2 separate regions of the Sus scrofa genome follow, and region 1 is linked to region 2. Evidence: chromatin contacts called from public HiChIP or PLAC-seq data. All regions are on one chromosome and are shown on one strand. Each heading gives the region's core, a stretch centred on a gene start, on an enhancer-like site or on the middle of the called end of the contact. The rest is flanking DNA. Distances are from core to core; before and after follow the strand shown. Region 1 holds the start of ACTR8 (actin-related protein 8). Region 2 holds the start of DCP1A (decapping mRNA 1A).

Region 1 (6,643 bases), core at 3,755-6,254, 530 kb before region 2:
CAGTGGTTTAGAAAGATTAATATGATAGCTCCAAGTAGCATAAATTAGAAGGGGTAAAATGGAAGAGGTAGTTCCATAGAAAAATACAACCAGGGACAGAGGCTCAAAGTTAAGTTACTTGTTGCAAAACTTCTTTTTGTTTTGTTTTGTTTTGTTTTGTTTTGTTTTTGGTCTTTTTTGGGGCTGCACTCCCAGCATATGGGGGTTTCCAGGCTAGGGGTTGAATCAGAGCTGTAGCTGCCAGCCTATGCCACATCCACAGCAATGAGGAATCTGAGTTGTGTCTGCGACCTATACCACAGCTCATGGCAATGCTGAATCCTTTAACCCACAAGGGAGACCAGGGATCGAACCTGTATCCTCATGGATACTAGTCAGACTTGTTTCCGCTGAGCCTCAATGGGAGCTCCAGGAAAACTTTTTCTCAATCTCTTAAAAGTTTCTTCTATTCCACATTTATTTAAAATGTCATCTATTCCCCCCTCCACAGATAAAATTCTGTTTAAATGGATTCCCAGAAGGCCCTGTTCCTCTGGGCCTACCACCCCAGCCCCTCCTTCCCCAAGGTGACATTAGCTAGGCTATTGGCAGGGGAAGTGGACATGCAGTACTATAAAAGCAGACTCTGTGCCTTGACAACTGATAGAGAGCAGAGGAAGGAAGTTGGAGATGACTCTGGTTTTAGAGTCACTCCTTAACTCAGTGTAGAGGAATCACAGCACATGAGAAATTCAAGGGATGTGGCTTTGGCCCCCAGCATAGCACACTCTGTTCAGATTCGTACTTGTGCTAGATAGTGTTGTCCAGCTGGCTTCAGGAAATGTGGGTTTGGAACTAAGTCACCCTATCACAGAGATGATAGTTGAAACCATGGAAATATGTTTTATAATGTTGAAAGTGGAACTTCTGTTGTTTTCTGCCCCTTGTTTCAGTTTCAGAACTCTGCTTCAGCAAGATGTGAAAAAGAGAAGAGGCTATGGAGGCTCATCTGATTCCAGATACGATGATGGAAGAGGGTATAGCTTTTCACATTGATAAAGATGTTTTTACCCTCTGTGTAATTAAAGTGAAGATAGGTAGATAGATAGACAGGCAGGCAGACAGACATAGTTAGGCTTGTGGACATTAAAGGCTTAAATTCTGTTTCACGAAATTGATATATTACTGTAAATTAATTCAGGTTGCCTCTGATTGGATAGCTTTGTCAGAGTTAATCTGACAAAGCTAAAATGTATATCAAGTATCCTATGGGAAAAGTTTAGAGGATGAAAACTGATGTCCCACATTAAAAATCTAGAGATTTCACTTTCGACTCTGGATTTCTAGCTGCTAATGAAAATCTCAGAAGATCCAGCAGCACTGTGTGGGGCTTGTGTTTCCATATGGCAAAAATCAGCTGGAGTTGGGTTTCACTTGAGCATTTACAGGAGGTGATGTTCAGTTGATTATAATTCTTGCTTGACTTACTTTTTTTTTTTTTTTTCTTTTGTCTTTTGTCTTTTGTTGTTGTTGTTGTTGTTGCTATTTCTTGGGCCGCTCCCGCGACATATGGAGATTCCCAGGCTAGGGGTCGAATCGGAGCTGTAGCCACCGGCCTACGCCAGAGCCACAGCAACGCGGGATCCGAGCCACGTCTGCAACCTACACCACAGCTCACAGCAACGTTAACCCACTGAGCAAGGGCAGGGACCGAACCCGCAACCTCATGGTTCGTAGTCGGATTCGTTAACCACTGCGCCACGACGGGAACTCCGACTTTTCTCATGTGCATTATGTGTCTGATCTCTTTCAGTATTTGATTTTTTGATTCATGACTTAAATGGTAGTTCCAACTTTAAATTAAAAAAAAGGGTCTATTTGAGTGTTTAAAAGGAACCAATTGAAGCAATGCCTACTAAACAGTAGAAATTAACTTTTCTTATCTTAGGCCACCAGGAAACCCCCCTAGAAGAATGGGTCGAATTAATCATCTCCGTGGCCCTAATCCTCCTCCAATGGCCGGTGGATGAGGAAGGTAACCTGAAGTCTGCAATTATTTTTTGCAGGGATTTCATTTTGAAAATGGCTTCTTAGGAAGGTTTTGTTTAGGAAAACAGAAGTAACAACATTTTGTAATTACTCGGACATCTTATTTGAAAAAATAATTCTATTTAACCCTTGAAATTTGAATTTGAATCAAAATGTCTTTCAAAGAAGGTTTTGTCACATATAATGACTGTTTTTTTCATACAGGCCCAAACTAATAAGAGTAACTATTATAACATTTTCTTTAGGTAAATGTCTGCTCTAAGAAGCAGACAACTAGACATGCACATTTCTAGCAGAAGGAAACCATCAAGAAATGGAGTGATGACCACGCTGGACAAGTTAGATGAATGTGTATGTCTCAACAAGGATTGCTCTGTGTCCTCACAGATGAATGAGGTCTTGCTGGGAATTCCCTCCACGGGGATCTGGCATGACTGATAATGCAGTTCTATAAATGCACATTTTTGTCTCATCTTTGTATCATTTATGAAAGTATTAATATAGTTTTAATAAGTAAATATTTTTAGGTTACAAAACTGACTTCTCATCTTTATATGATTAAAATACAAAAGGCTCCAAATTTGAAGAAAAATAAAAGGCTATGTATTGAGTACTGTTAGTGTCACCTTTTTGAACTTCCGAAATACTGTTCATTGTGTTTTCTTGTTCTCATTTATAAATAAATCACATTGTATTTATTTCAGTAGTATGCATATGGTATCAGTGCTCTTGAATTAATTTTTATCTTAAAACCTGTTTGTCCCATGGGTCTGTAATACAGTGCATCTTATTTGCTACCATATATAATTATCAGGGTATTTATAAAACCATAACCAACAAAGGTGAGCTACAGAATGTAGATTTGCTAGGTAATTTTTAAAATCATGGACTTCAGTGCTGTCTTGACCGATTTTACTTCTTAAGTCATTGCTTAATACACTGCCTTTTGGCTTTAACCCCATCTGAATGCTGGTAACTCTCATTCTTACACTAGAGTGGAAGCTCCATGAGGTTAGGGACTCTTTTTTTACCCTAGTGCTTTGAACAGTCGCCACATGTAATATGCACTGAAATATTTATGAGAAAATGAATAATACAGATAATTCTACTTTGTGTTTAGCAATATTTGAAACCAAAGTGTTCAGGTAAAAGCATTTTTTATCCATATATAAGTATTAATTTAACCCTGTTTGCCAGGAAGTGGGGATGTAGTAATATGTTGTAGTGATCTTCAAAGATAAGGGAAGAGGCAATTATAACACAAATTTAAGGGTAAAGATAATAAAGACAGTCTATGGATCACTCAGGCTTGTGTTAAACATTATGTCTTTTATGTGTTATCACCTACACACTGAGGTAGGTAGGTGATGTTTGCATTATACAGATACATGCAAGGACTCACTCAAATTTTGTAACTTCCTAGATTTTATGGCTAGTGAAATGGCAGAGTCATTCTGTCAGACCTCCACCTAAGACTGCAGTGGGGGAGATCAGGGTGGTCTCATTAGGTGATAGTTTCCCTGTGGACGTGACCCATGACTTTTGCCTCTCTGGACTGCTGCTGCAAGAATTCTTTCTTAGGGCTTTTCCTAGAGTCCTGATTTCGTTGGACATTTAGCTGTCTCACTCTATATGTCAGGGACTGTAGTGCAGAACATAGGCCCTGGAGTAGCTTGTGTTCACATCTTTGCTATTCAATGAGTGAGTTATGTCATTCTATCCTAGTTTACTCATCTGTAAAATGGGATTATATTCCTACCCCGGGGTTCTTTACTCAGCAGTATTTAATCAATAAATGCTTATTGGGCATCTACCATGTGCTAGAGACAATTGGCAAATAAAGTCCCTCTTCTCATGGGGCTTACTTTCTAGTGTGGGAAACACAGAGCAGACGAAATAAGTGCAGACTTAATTCCTGCTTCAAATGGAGTAAGTTGACAGGAGGCTTAAGGGGGAGGCCTCTCTGAAGTGACATTTGAGTTGAGATAGAATATGTTGAGGGACAGCAAGTTTGATGGCCCAATGATGGCATGTCTGAGAAGCTGAAAGAAAGCATGTAGCTTGAAATGCCTAAAGAGGGGGAGAGAGGTGTGAGCATGAAGTTAGATATGAAGTGGGAGCTTGATTAAGCATGGCCTTACAGGCTGTGGTTGGTTTAGATTCCGTTTCATCACCGAAGGGAAAGCATGAGAGCTTAAAGCATAGGTTTAACTACTGTTCGAGTTAACTAATTGATAATAACAAGCGAAGTGCTGAGTACCCTTAGTATTGATTGTCTTCATGATATTTTAAAAGGTGACAGGTGGGCAACTCTGAAAGATCGCAGAACAAGGCTGGAAGCAGTGAATTGGCTTTAGAAGATGTGCTGGTCCAGGTGAGACTTGCATTAAGTAGTGGCAGTAGGAATGGAGGCATTCAAGACATTTGAGAAATGGATTTGTTGATAGATCTTGATGTAGATGTAGACAACTGAAGAAACAGTGAAACACTGAGATGGTGAATGTGGAAGTCAACATTTTTCAGGAGGTGGGGATAAAGAGTTCCATTTTGGCTATATTTAATGCAATGCTTTGTAGATATCTAAGTGGAGATCCTAAATAAGCGGTTGTTTACCAGTCTGGATCTCTGGGAACGATCCAAACTGGAAATACATATTTGAGAGCTATCTTCATTCTTTAAAGCTATGAAACTGGATAAAGTGATCTAAGGAGTACATAGGAGCCCTAACTCCAAAAAAATCCTAGTATCAGAGCACAGCCAGTGATGTACGGAGGGAACTTGTATTATGGATGGCGTCTGAGAGGGCACACGTAAGAGGACGAAAGGAGCAGCTAGTAGCTGCTCCACAGCAAGCACGCAAAACAAAACAAGTCCGCGGCGGGCAAGCTACAGCGAGGACCAATCACAGCATCCATTATCCACCCAATCCAGCTCACCCCGCCCTCCTCCGGACAGCTCCGCCCTTCCGCTTTCCCAGAAGCCTTTGGGCCGACTCCCGGAGGCCATCTTGGCTGTGGGCGGGTCGCTGGGAGGTTGCTCCTTCTTGTGGAAGCTTGTTTTTGCCAGTCCGGGGCGCGACCCTGAGGCTCGAGCTAGGGAGGCGTCCGCGGCCAAGATGACCCAGGCGGAGAAAGGGGACGCAGAGAACGGAAAGGAGAAGGGTGGGGAAAAGGAGAAGGAACAGCGCGGCGTGAAGCGACCCATCGTGCCCGCGTTGGTGCCGGAGTCGCTACAGGAGGTGGGGCGCTGGGGGCGGGCCTGGGACTCGGCTTCTGGGCGGGGGCGGAAGGCCGCGGAGCGGAACAAGGGGAGGAAGCTGGCTCGTTTCTGACGCGAGGTTCCGGGCCCCTACCCTCGTGGGTGGTGCGGGAGGTCTTTCTTCGCAGGCTCGGGGGCTACAGGGCAGACGGCCCAGTAACTGACTGCGTCCCACTGCCCACGTCCACCAGCGGCTGTGCGACCGCCAGCCTCCCCGGCCCTAAAACCAGGACAGGGCTGTCACCTTCCCAGTCAGCTGAGGGGGCAGACTGGATGGTGGGTAAGGGCCTTGCCATTTACCACCGTTTAGGACTCTCCCGCTTTGTGAGGAGAGAGTAGGGCAGTATTAGGGTATGCTGTAGGATGGGCAAGTGCATAGGACCGCAGGGCGAAGTATTGGGTACACAGCATGTATCTCCTCCAGGCCTCACGGTCAGGAACTGTTTCTTCAATGGAGGTGACACCTGAACTAACAGCGTGCTAGACACTTGAGCCAAGAGAGCTTTTGAAATGGTGGAGCTCAAGATGTGTGGAATTGAGGAAGAAGGGAGCAAGACAGATTGGAGATCATAACAGGGGCAGTATCATTGGGGTCATATAATCCAGAGTCTGGCCTCTTCTGAAGGTAGTGGAGAATTTTGGAAGAGCTACATGATTAACTCATTTAATCCTCACAATAACTCCCTGAGGTAGGAACTTCATCCAGAGCAAGGAAGTGGCACAGTCTGAATTTGACTTCAGATCTGTGAATCCAGAGCCTAGACCCTTAGGCAGTATAGCAACATTTGCTGAACTGCCATTAGTTATATAACACCTTTTGGATTTTCCATATCTGTGGTACCTATACCACTACTTGTTGAGAAACTTTTTTATTCACTCTTACATAAAGCAGTAATATTCAGGAAATGATGAGAGGGATGTACTAGCTCCTTATTTTCTGTTACATCAAAGTAGATATATTAACAAGTGTTTGTCCACACTTTAGAAAACTACATTTACTCCCCCGAAGCTTCCCAGTCAGCATGCTGCAACCTGTGTACCATTAATGAGGTACAGGTGTCCCTAATAGCAAGCAGCCTCATCTCTTTAACTCAGTCTGCTACATAAATGTTGCCTGCCATAGCACACAAAATCCTGAGAACTATATTGCATGGCACCATACCGTGTAGAAGTGGTGCCATCGCCGTTCAACAAATACTTACTAGGCTGTAGGCTCCTGTGTGTCATGCATAGAATAGTGAATAAGACAGTAGTCGTCCCCTCCCACCCTTTTTTTGGGCTGTGCCTGCAGGCCAGGGATTGAACCCTTGCCACAGCAGTGACAGTGCCAAATCCTTAACTCACTGTGCCACCAAAG
Region 2 (5,843 bases), core at 1,819-4,318:
CATGAGCTGTGGTGTAGGTTGCAGATGCAGCTCAGATCCTGAGTTGCTGTCACTCTGGCGTAGGCTGGCAGCTACAGCTCCTATTCAACTTCTAGCCTGGGAACCTCCATATGCTGCAGGAGCAGCCCAAGAAATGCCAAAAAAAAAAAAAAAAAAGAATTCCAACTGAGATCAGGAACAAGACAAGGCTGCCCACTCTCGTCACTATTAGTCAACATAGTTTTGGAAGTCCCAGCCACGGCAATCAGAGTAGTAAAAGAGATAAAAGGACTCCAAATTGGAAAGGAAGAAGTAAAACTATCACTATTTGCAGATGACATACTATACCTAGAGAATCCTAGACTTGACCAGAAAACTGTTAGAGCTCATCCATGAATTTGGCAAAGTCAGCAGGAAACAAAATTAATACACAGAAATCAACGGCATTTCAATATACCAACAACGAAAGATCAGAAAGAGAAACTAAGGAAGCAATCCCGTTTACCATCACATCCAAAAGAATAAAATCCCTAGGAGTAAACCTACCTAAAGAGACAAAAGACCTGTACTCTGAAAACTGTAAGACATTGATGAAAGAAATCAAAGACGACACAAATAGATGGAAAGATATACCATGCTCTTGGATTGGAAGAGTTAATATTATCAAAATGACTATACTACCTAAGACAATCTACAGATTCAATGCAATCCCTATCAAATTACTAAGGACATTTTTCGCAGAACTAGAACAAAATATTTTAAAGTTTGTTTGGAAGCACAAAAGACCCAGAATAGCCAAAGACATCCTGAAAAGGAAAAATGGAGCTGGAGGAATCAGGTGCCCTGACCTCAAACTATACTGCAAAGCAACAATCATCAAAACCATACGGCACTGGCACAAAGACAGAAATATAGGTCAGTGGAACAGGAGAGAAAGTCCAGAATTAAACCCACGCAGCTATAGCCAACTCATCTATGACAAAGGAAGCAAGAATAGACAATGGAGAAAAGACAGCCTGTTCCATAAGTGGTGCTGGGAGAACTGGACAGCCACATGGAAAAGAATGAAATTAGCACACTCCCTAACACCATACACAAAAATGAACTCAAAATAGATTAAAGACCTAAATATAAGACCAGATACTATAAAACTCTTAGAGGAAAACATAGGCCAAACACTCTGACATAAACGACAGCAACATCTTCTCAGATCCACCTCTTAGAGTAATGACAGTAAAAACAGAAATAAACAAATGGGACCTAATAAAACTTAAAAGTTTCTGCACAGCAAAGGAAACCCTAAACAAAATGAAAAGGCAACCCACAGAATGGGAGAAAATCTTTGCAAATAAATTGACTGACAAGGGGTTAATCTCCAAAATGTATAAACACCTCCTACCGCTCAATACCAAAAAAACAAACAACCCCATCAAAAAATGGGCAGAAGATCTAAACAGACACTTCTCCAAAGAAGACATACAGATGACCAAAAAACACATGAAAAGATGTTCAACATCACTCATCATTAGAGAAATGCAAATCAAAACCACGATGAGGTATATCACCTTACACCAGCCAGAATGGCCATCATTAAAAAGTCTACAAACAATAAGTGCTAGAGAGGGTGTGGAGAAAAAGGAACCCTAGTACACTGTTGGTGGGATTGTAAATTGGTGCAACCCCTGTGGAAAACAGGATGGAGATTCCTCATAAAACTAAAAAGAGAACTACCATTTGATCCAGAAATTCCACTCCTGGGCATCTATCTAGAGAAAACCACGATTTGCAAGGACACATGTACTCCAATGTTCACTGCAGCACTCTTTTCAATAGCCAAGACATGGAAACAACCTAAATGTCCATCAACAGAGGAGTGGATCAAGAAGATGTGGTACATATACACGGTGGAATATTACTCCGCCATTAAAAGGAACGAAATACCAGAATTTTTAGCAACATGGATGGACCTAGCAATTATCATGCTAAGTGAAGTCAGTAATACAATGAGACACCAACATCAAATGCTTTCACTGACATGTGGAATCTGAAAAAAGGACAGAATGAACTTCTTTGCAGAACAGATACTGACTCAACAGACTTTGAAAAACTTATGGTTTCCAAAGGAGATGGTTTGGGGGGGGGGGGCTGGGGTTGTGGGATAGAAATCCAATAAAATTGGATTGTGATGATCATTGTACATCTATAAATGTAATGAAATCATTGAGTAATTTAAAAAATTTCAATTCCATCGGCATACTTTTTCATTAAATAAAATAATAATTTAACAATGGGGGATGGGGGCAGAGTTCCCTGTATGTTCTAAGCGTTGTTTTACTCTTTAACTGACTCTTTAAAATACCTTAAATTCGCAACAGATGTTTGCTTAAAGAATGAGTTCTTGTTTTTAAGCTTTAAGCGGTGCATGACAAACTCAAGATTTCACGGGCTCTTTCCAACACTGGATGGAAAGATTTGCGTGGGATTCAGACGAGGAAAATAAGGAGTAAACGTGAATAATATGACATTCCTGTTAAGTTACAGCTGAGTTAGTTTGGCTTTTTTTTTTTTCTTTTTTTTCGAAAATTTCCTTTATGAAAACACTGCTAACAGTGGCGATCTAGCGAGATCCGAGGACTGAGGTAATTTTCAGGATTCCCTCCTTCCTCCCCGCTTTTCTGTGCTTTCTAAATGGGCAGTGGAGCCCCGCCTTGTCACAGAGTGGTTTTCATTTTGAGGCCACGGGAGCTTAGTCCGGCAAGAGCGCAGAGAAACTGCCAAACAGCTTTGATGCCGGCGCCAGGATCTTTCAGCCAGCGAGGAAAAAATGCACATGGGTCCCCGCCTGCCAGCTCCACTAGGAGACAGTGGACGCCACCATGGACTGTTGGTCCGGTGGGACCACACAACACCGGAACCCGGCGCCCCGGGAGTGGGCGCGGCGGAGCATAATAGCTGACGTACGACCCCGCCGCGAGGCCCGGCCGAGAGACGGAAGTTAAGGACGCTGACGCAGCTGGGGGAACTTTGCCTCGATGGCACTTTCCTGTACGCGACTCCGCCCCCGCTAAAGGGGCTAGGCTCTGGAATTCAAGATGGAGTCGCTGAGTCGAGCTGGGCAGGAGATGAGCCTAGCGGCCCTGAAGCAACACGACCCCTACATCACCAGCATCGCAGATCTCACGGGCCAAGTCGCGTTGTACACCTTCTGCCCCAAGGCCAACCAGTGGGTGAGTGCGGCTAGGCCGCCGAGGTCGCCCGCCCGGCCACCGCCTCTTAAAGGGGCCGCGCGGACGGCCCTGGGTGGGGGGAGATGGGGGAGGCCCGGGCGGCGGAGGCGAGGCCAGAGACTGGAGAAGAGCCGGACGGCTCTTGAGGGTTAGCGGTGGCGCCGGGGATTGGAGAGTTTAGCAAGAGAAGTAGGTCTAAACATCCGGGGGGAAAGTCGCTAGGGGGGAAGATTGGAGGAGGATGAGTCCAGTAGGGTCCCGCCAGAGGTCCTGGGCGACCTGCCTTCTTTGCAGGTGTATTGAAAGATCCTGTGAGACCGGTGGAATCAGATACCTAAAAGGTTGTGTTTGGAGCTTTGAGGGTTATTGGATAAATTATATATACATAATCTGTAAAGTCAACACGCCCCCTCTCCCCGCAACAGACAAATAAGAGCCCCCTTCACAGAGGTTATTTGGATTTTAAGCTTGAAATCCAGTTAGTTTCAGTTCTTGGAAGAGAGGGGATGGGGATAAGTCCCACTTTTATCGAACTACACTATTTCCAGAGTTTGGGAAAGATATCAAGGCACTCACCAAAAAGGCTTCAACGTTCATTAGGTTACCTTGAAACCTTTTGAAAAGACACCAGCTGTGTTGCTCCTCATGTCACCTCTAACTGCTTCTATCAGATTGATTGCTTTTTAGCTTTTCTGCATGGGAGGGAATCCGAAAAGTTACATTCGGTCTGTTCGCTGACTTATTAACCCATTTGAAGCTTCCTTCATTGTTTAAATAACGTAATCCCCCCCTTTTTCTAGTAGTAAAACTTCTTAAATCATTCAGTTATTGCCTTTACTTAGAAAATAATCCATAAATGTTTATTGAATTGAATTAAGAAAGTCCACGTTTCAGTAAAAATTGAAATCTTTATAGTTACAAAACTCAAAGATTTTTATCATAATATGCCCTTTGCAACATAATGTAGATATATGGGTTATATTTAATCAGATAATTTCGTGAAAAATCATTTGGCAAAAATAAACAGTTAATTCAGATGAAGGGAGTTTTCAAAATAATCTTGCTTTGCTTTGTCTTCTTTCCTTCACCTCCTGGAAGAGGAGGAAGTATGGGAAGTCACAGAGAACAAAATTATAAATTTTTTTTAAATGTGTCTCTTTAGACATTGCTTTAGTTAAAATTGTTCTGAACCATTTTTCTTTTTCTGCTCTATATATACATTTGTGGTAGATTGTAGAGAAATGGTTTGGGGCATGGACTTATACTAACAAGCTTTCATTTCTAGTTTGTCACAAACTTATAATATTTTGGAATTTTAACTGTGGAGCTCTCCTTTAAATATGAAATACAAGTTATAATAATCTGAATTGAAAAAAACTTTTTTTTTTTTTTTTTTTTGAGGGCTGCACCCACAGCATATGGAGGTTCCCAGACTAGGGTCGAATCAGAGCTCTGGCTGCTGGCCTATACCACAACCACAGCAATGCAAGATCCAAGCCGGGTCCATGACCTACACCACAGCTCATGGCAACACTGGATCCTTAACCCACTGAGCAAGGCCAGGGACTGAACCTGCATCCTCATGGATTCTGGTCAGATTCATTTCCACTGAGCCACACGGGAACTCAAGAACTGAAAAAAAACTAAGCTGCTATTGTTCATTTCATCATGACACTTGGCATATAGCCAAAATCTTTTCTGTTTGTTTTTTTTGTTTGTTTTTTGCTTTTTAGGGCTATACTTTTGGCATATGGAGGTTCCCAGTCCGAGCTAGAGGTCCAGTCCGAGCTACAGGCCGGCCCACACCACAGCCACAGCAACGGCAGATCCTTAACCCACTGAGCAAGGCCAGGATCAAGCCTACAATCTCATGGTTCCTAGTCGGATTCATTTCCACTGAGCCACGATGGGAACTCCCTCTCTTTGTAATTTTACATTGAATTGTAAGATTGCGCAGTGGTTTATTTGGGCAGGTTTTCTTTCACTGAGAGAGTTGATTACCCATATCTTATACTAATAACATTTGAAAAGCAAGAAAAAGCCTCTGAATTTTTACGAAAGAAAAGTTTCCTGATACTATCTCAGCTAGGGCAGTACTCCTGGAAGGAATTAAGATGGTAAATATTAAAAAAACAATTTTTTTCGGAGTTCCTATCTTGGCTCAGCAGTAACGAACCTGACTAATATCCATGAGGACGCAGGTTCCACCTAGCCTTGCTCAATGGGTTAAAGGATCTGGCGTTGCTGTGGCTGTGGCTGTGGTGTAGGCCGACAGCTACAGCTCTGATTCGACTCCTAGCCTGAGAGGTTCAGCCCTAAAAAGACCAAAAAAATTTTTTTGTCATCCCAGCAAATTCAATTTGATATAACTAACATTTAAGTTGGCTCATAGTTTGTTGACCATATTAAAGTATTTAGGTCCTATCTGAACTGCGAACTTGAATGTTTGTATTTTCTTCTTTTTTTTTTTTTTTTTCCTTTTTTTTCTTTTTTGGTCACCCCATGGCACATGGAGTTCCTGGGCCAGGGATCAGATCTGAGCTACAGTTGCAACCTACACCACAGCTGTGGCAACACCGATCCTTTAAGCCACTGCGCTGGGCCAGAGATGAAACCTGCATCCTGGCACTGCAGAGA

What was found. HiChIP or PLAC-seq counts read pairs in DNA pulled down with a chosen protein or histone mark.
Region 1: an H3K27ac HiChIP or PLAC-seq map of alveolar macrophages shows a contact between it and region 2. The contact joins the promoter of ACTR8 here to the promoter of DCP1A in region 2. A contact is called at or near these places in 1 of 5 promoter capture datasets (liver), 2 of 47 Hi-C or Micro-C datasets (heart right ventricle and liver) and 2 of 2 datasets of contacts at active chromatin or transcription factors (alveolar macrophages and skeletal muscle).

Annotation. Positions count from the first base shown.
Region 1 is chr13:35,985,554-35,992,196 of Sscrofa11.1, reverse strand. ACTR8 (actin-related protein 8) reads left to right here and starts at 5,004. Exons shown (of 18, transcript XR_002337581.1): 1 at 5,004-5,266. It overlaps SELENOK (selenoprotein K), which reads left to right. Exons shown (of 5, transcript NM_001044553.1): 3 at 933-1,016; 4 at 1,928-2,014; 5 at 2,274-2,736. The coding sequence ends at 2,277.
Region 2 is chr13:35,452,864-35,458,706 of Sscrofa11.1, reverse strand. It overlaps DCP1A (decapping mRNA 1A), which reads left to right and starts at 3,068. Exons shown (of 10, transcript NM_001244358.1): 1 at 3,068-3,206. The coding sequence starts at 3,072.